2 separate regions of the Zea mays genome follow, and region 1 is linked to region 2. Evidence: chromatin contacts called from public Hi-C data. All regions are on one chromosome and are shown on one strand. The core of a region is the stretch at or near the end of the contact, and the rest is flanking DNA. Distances in the headings are between cores, read along the strand shown. Region 1 holds the start of LOC100276031. Region 2 holds the start of LOC100193926.

Region 1 (3,167 bases), core at 122-2,621, 140 kb before region 2:
AATATATATTGATTAAAGCATGGTCTAGAATTATGAGAACGTTGAAATAGATCGTTATTCTTATTGTTAATCAAGCTATTTCTTCACTTATAAGAAGATATAAACAGTATTAAGGTTATCAATAAAATATTTGATTTCTTATTTATTTATAGTACATTGCGGTCATTAGATAAATAAAAATGTTTGAAATCTTGGTATCGCCGTCTTAAGGCCGCACATAAAAGAGACACACAATCTAATTTAATGTAAGTGATCTATTTGTAGAGTTGAGTTTTCTCTAAGATTTTATTATACAATAAAATATGACCTATTTACATTCTAAATTTTTCAAAGTGGCATGATTATTTTTGATGCAACAAGTGTATATAGAGTTTTTTTAACTATTCCTGTTGCGGCGGACGAGTGAAGTTTTTCTAAATTAAAGTTATTAAAGTCCTCTTTGTATTCGATAATGACACAAAAAAACTTAATGCAATGGGTGTAGTAGCAAATGACTGTAAAATGCCGGAGAAAATTGAGTATGAAATATAGAGGACGTTCTTAGTAATAAATGACTGTAAAATGCTAGAAATGGCTAAGAGCAACTCCAACAGACTAGATATAAATTCTAGCTAAATTTGAAGTATTGAAGGCTGTAAAAAAGATAGAAGAGTTCAACCTAGGTGGATGTATCCAATAGACTAGCTAAAACAAAAACTATCCAACATTTTTGGTGCTTTTTTCCCGGCGCTTGAATTCTCAACTCTGGTGGCTGAACAAACAAAGACTGCATCATATCTTTCCCTTCCTCGCAGGGCATCCAGTAACCGCATTTGCCAGCAATCAGCCTTCCCTCACGAGTGCGAGTGACCGCGCCCGGTCTTGAGGTATGCGAGTTGACGACAACAGCGATCTGTAGATCATCGACATGACCGAGATGGCCAGCCGCTCGCCTGTTCAGTCAAGACTCGAACGCCGATAAACTGAAGGCCGTTGCCACGAGCAAGTCGACAGTGGTGGGCGGGAGAGCTAGAGGAAGCGTGGGAACGACAACTGTCCACTACGGGCGGCTCGGCTGGAGGGCACAATGGGAGGTAGATGGCGAGCCGTATGCCTCGGCAAAAATGCCTAGCGAGGCGGAGAAGATATCGATCAAGATGGCGAGGAGTGGAAGACAGCTAGTCTCTTGGATGCGTATTCAACGGAATTTTTAAATTTTTTATCGAGTCTAATCAAGTTACCGAGCCTGTTGGAGGTGCTCTAATATTGACCATCTAATCTATTTGTTTAGCGTATAGAGGATGAAATATAGAGAACGTTGTTTTTGTTGTCGTGTTATTGGTAGAGATAAATGAGGTGCACAGAAAAAGCGGAGCCATTGGCGAAAATAACTTTCTTTCGTGCGCGCCTGTCATCGTCCGGCTCAGAGCCGCCACAGCCTCGCCGTCGATTCTCTCCCCTCCCCTTCGTCCTCACGAGCGACGAACGTCACGAACCCCTCCTCCACCTCCTGCTACTATCGGCGCCGGAGCCCTCCTCTGGTCTCACCGTGCAAATCCCCAACCCCGAGGCAGACGCAGGCCAGCCCCTGTGATGGCACAGACCAACGGCAACGACCCCTTCAGTCCCCGTAAGAACCCTGCGCCTTACGCCATCGATTGACCGTACGGCACCCCCTTTTTCCATGTTTTTGGGCGAGAAATTTAGATTCTGGGACTCCAAAAGTCTGGAGCCTAAAAATCCCCTATAACTTAAGTGGGCCGTGTCCTTCCGGGATTAGTATGCCTGTACTTGGTAATTGCAGACTGTTGTTGTGAAAGTTGCTTGAAAATTACAGTTTTGTTCAGCGTCAGTAGTTAGATCAATGCATGCTGATGGACCTCAGCACCTTGTTAGTGAGTAGTCACCGATCCAATGAACAAAGCTCCTAGTACCATGTGGAGAAGAAAGCTTACCTGCTATGACGCATCATTAGCTCAATCATGATGCCTCGTTTGCCAGCCTTACCCACCGAGTAAATCTTGCTAGGTTCAGAGTTGGGGCTTCAAGTGGATGTTGTTGTTCTATGTGGATGTGCTTGGAACTGCACAGTGTGGGGGTATATAACTGAATAGTTTTGAAGCTACAGGAACGTTTCCTTCAAGCTGCAGTGCTATTTTGGCGCAATGTATTGTACACGAGTGTTGAGTATACTCTGTTGAACTGAACTTTGAATAACATAACCACCTCCGCACAGCTGTTTCCCAAGAAAGGGTTGTGATAACAAACAAGCATGGTGAGAGGCTTGTGGGGCTGCTGCATCACACCGCTTCAAACAAGATTGTGGTCTTGTGCCATGGTTTTATAGCTACCAAGGTAAATGTACCCTGTTGCCTTCAAGATATTTATATATCACTTAATTGCAGGCCAAGTAGCCAACTATTACTTTGTTTGGGAAATTCCAGGCATTTTAATGTTGTTAAAATATTTACGGCTGCCTCATGCAATTTATTGCTCATTTCCAGAATGACAGCCTCATTCTTGACCTGGCGGAAGCGTTGACAAAGGAAGGGATCAGTGTCTTCCGCTTCGATTTCAGTGGAAATGGGTAACACCAGAACTGTGTAATCACCAGCAACATTAACCAGGCTATTGAAGCAATTATAGAAAAAAATCGTTATTGTGACATCATCTTGTTTGTTTCCAAAATTTTGGCATAGTAGTTATTGCTATTTGATGAGTTGAGGTCCTGCATGCTTGTTATGTCGAGTCTTGCATATATATTCTATGAGCTGTTAGATGTCATTAGCAAATTATCAGAGTATGTAGCAGTTGGTTTTTTCTTGTATGTGGTCGTTTAAGTTCCTGTTGCTTGATATATGATTTTGCAGTACCATTTCTTAAAGTGCCACATTATATTTGACATGAATGCACTCTATATAAACCTCCTTTGGGTGATCTATTTTTAATTATATGCAGAGAAAGTGAAGGCCAGTTTGAGTATGGCAACTACAGGAAGGAGGCTGACGATTTGCATTCTGTTGTATTGTATCTGTGTCAAAAAAGTTATGATATAGCAGCTGTTGTTGGTCATAGCAAAGGTTGGTGATGTCTATCCTTTCTTTAGTAATTTGGTCATGCATCATTTTTTGCTGGCGAGTTCCATTGAATTTTCATCAGTAATATACTAAAAGAGTCTGCTGAGTTAA
Region 2 (3,248 bases), core at 547-3,046:
GCTGAAAAATATTTCTCTGATTTTGAACCGCATCACACGCACACAAAATTGCTGCTGTGTTAGTTTAATAAAAAAATGTGATCACATGCTTCACCAATCAAAACCTTCAACCTTGGTATGGCAGAGGAAGGAACATGACAACCAAGCATACTGAGATGCAGGTGTTATCCTACGACCCAATTGCACACGCAACATGGGAAAATTCAGACAAGTGATCCTATGGGCTGTCAAACAAAGTTTTATAATGCACTCATGTGGCCTGTCACATGACAGTCTCCAATCGACTCAAAAAGAAGAATAAGATGTCGTCTTAGCTAATTCAGTCCTCAAGAAATAATCCAATCCATTGCGTGTAGTGCAACAAATCAACATGGATCTATGTACTAAGTTAAGCATCGTCCTCAATCACCTACTCTTCAATCATGCATACAGGGATCCAAGCATACCGAGATGCAGGTGTTATCCTAGGATATAATGGCACACGGAATATGGGAAAATTCAGGCGAGCAATCTTAATGGGCTGTCAAACAAACTTTTAAAATTTTGTCATGTGTGCTTGTCACATGACGGTCTCCAATCAACTCAAAAAGAAGAATATTACATTGTCTTAACCAATCCAGCCCTCAGAAAATAATCCAATCCACTGCATGCCCTGCAAAATTAAAGATGGATTTGTGTACTAAATTGCACGTCGCCCTCAATGGCCTAATATACTCGTCAATCATGCGGGGATGACAGAGTGTCACTATCCCAGGTCTTATGTAACTATTTCTTCCATATTTAAAGCCAAGGAGGCAATTGTCCGCAGGCTAAAAAAACAAAAAAAATCGCATCTTCCAAGTACAGCAAGAAATACTTCACTCAAAGAAATAGATGTTCAAATTAACCCCAAATCACGTCATGAATGACAAGAATATGGACGGTAGATACAGGGAATCGAAGAGGGATTTTGTTGGATGCACCTTGTGGATGAGGCCGTCGTCGATGATGGAGCAGCTGATCTTCTTGTAGAGCTCAAAGAGCGCCTCCACCTCGTTCACCGAGACTTCATTTAGTCCAATTCAGTTCAATCGAAACAGAGTCAGATGAAACGGCATTGCGAGATGGAGGCGGAGAAACCAAGGAAGAGCAAAAGGTGGAGTAGGCTTGGATCGATTTTTTTTACAGCATCGGGACTCGTCGGCGAGGCGTGCGAGCTGGCGGAGGTTGGGGGAGGTCCATCCACCCGCAGTGGCGCGGCGTAGGAAAGGTCTGTGGTGGGGCTGGCAATGGTTGCTCCGACTGTTCCTGGCGGCGGAGGAGGACGCGCCCGCGCCGAAGCGGCGCGAGTGCGAGGAGCCGGAGTCGGTGCAGAGGTCCGCGAGGCAGTCGGTGAAGGCGAAGAAAACGGCCTCGGCGATGGCGATGACGGGGAAGAAGACCGCGCAGAGGCGCTCCCCCAACGACAGCGAGCTCTCGGACCGCTGCCAGGGAAGAAAACAGACGAGGAACCATGAGATGAATCCAGAGAAGAGGAGAGATCTACCAAGAACCCGCTGGGGATACTCGCCGGGAGAAGGGTGGACATTGCAGCCACCTGGCACCTACCACGCCGCCGGAGGAGGAGCGGGAGTTCATGGCGACCGGGCGCCCTGGGCCTGGAGTGAACTGGGAAGCCGCCTCAGTGGCTCGTGGCATTCGTGCGCCGCTTTAAGGCTGTCAAGCAACGAAAAAACGAACTCGATGGCGACAGGGAACGGGATCGCACCATCAGGCATCAGCCTCGGGCAGTGTTTCTGCCTCTGCCTGCATGAGGATTCAACACCCTTGGTCACCGGGGATCACGGATCACCGTCCATGTGAGCAACCAGATAATCGCAGGAATAGGGTCCACGGAGCAGAGGACGACCTGTCTGTCGCGAGTTTCATTTCAATATTCGATAATCCTTTTGCAGGAATATAAAGCTCGATGGCAAAAAAAAAACCTTATAGACCTATAATTTTTAGGCTAGTCTGGGAACTATATTTTTTAAAGGGATTTCTATTTTTAAGAGAAAGTGAACTAATTTCGCTTGAAAAAATGGAACGAACCTTATAGTATCTTCAAAAAACTCTTTATTTTTAGCTCTATATTTAACTCTATATTTACCTTTTCATAAAAATTACACTTTATATGTAGCATCTCATTATGATAGACTATCTATCTAGTTTGTCTAGTCAGAGTGGCTAGCCATGTTTGGCTAGTGAGGGAGCTAATTTGGAGAGTCGGATAACTTGACGAGTTATATGGCTAGTCTATTATAGAGTTATTTTGTTGTTGAGTAGCTAAAATTTAGCTTGACGAACTATTTGGCTAGTCTCTTTAAGATGCTCTTAACAAAATAAAAATTAGAACTTCACAAACAACTAAGGAGAGATAAAGCATTCACAATTTGGATCCATAAACAAATTAAACAACAACAATTCTAACATTGGATCGTCATCCATGGTTTGTGAAGATATTCATGGCTACCACCCCTCAGGATTAGTATATATTGAGGGCTTCTTGGTGTCCTTCTACATCAGTCTTCGAAACTGAATTCAATGCGTTCCCCTGAAAATAACCTACAGAACCGACGAGATTAATTTATGATTAAAAACCACATCACCGTGGCAGAACCAAATGGACCAAAACATTGCCGCAACTCTAATTAAAAGTTTTTTTAATGTGTAATTCCTTTTTTGATTCCCAAGCCCATGTAAAAGGTAATAATCAAAGAAAAGGTGTCGAACACGCCCATTATGATTAAAAAGTACACTTCAAACTTCCCTCCCACCTTCGTTTCGCTAGGCTAACTTTAGTGAGAGTTACTCCCCTCACTAAATACCACAATTTTTTTAAAAAAATCGAGCAGGAGTTTAATTTCCAAAGCAAAATGTCATGATTTCGAGCGGGGTTATTAATTAAAATAAAGTACATAGACTAAATTGAGAAAAGTCCATCTCGTTGTTCCTGTAAGGAAAATGGACCTCGACCCATTTGACTAATTGATTTTGATGTTTGATGATCAACATAGCATGTGGACTAATGTGTGTAGTGTTTATGTTTATAGTCCACAGGATGCGAAGAGGATTGGACTGAGGCTCTGAGGATGCAACTGAAAGGGAAATATGTCCTTGGTCTATTTCTATATTGTTTTGGTGATTAGATGCTCAACACATTATGTTTAGTCTAACATGATAAATGAGCAAAGGTACATGAAGCAAATTGAGCTTGGAAGAGGACACGA

Evidence for each region. A called contact is a pair of places that touch in the nucleus more often than the background predicts.
Region 1: a contact with region 2 is called in a Hi-C map of leaf, with 4 times the contacts expected there. The contact joins the promoter of LOC100276031 here to the promoter of LOC100193926 in region 2. A contact is called at or near these places in 3 of 25 Hi-C or Micro-C datasets (ear, endosperm and leaf).

What each region holds. Positions count from the first base shown.
Region 1 is chr3:226,226,445-226,229,611 of Zm-B73-REFERENCE-NAM-5.0, reverse strand. It overlaps LOC100276031, which reads left to right and starts at 1,371. Exons shown (of 8, transcript NM_001149921.2): 1 at 1,371-1,609; 2 at 2,216-2,334; 3 at 2,484-2,566; 4 at 2,938-3,059. The coding sequence starts at 1,573.
Region 2 is chr3:226,082,592-226,085,839 of Zm-B73-REFERENCE-NAM-5.0, reverse strand. LOC100193926 reads right to left here and starts at 1,796. Exons shown (of 9, transcript NM_001138998.1): 1 at 1,588-1,796; 2 at 1,166-1,463; 3 at 963-1,045. The coding sequence starts at 1,677.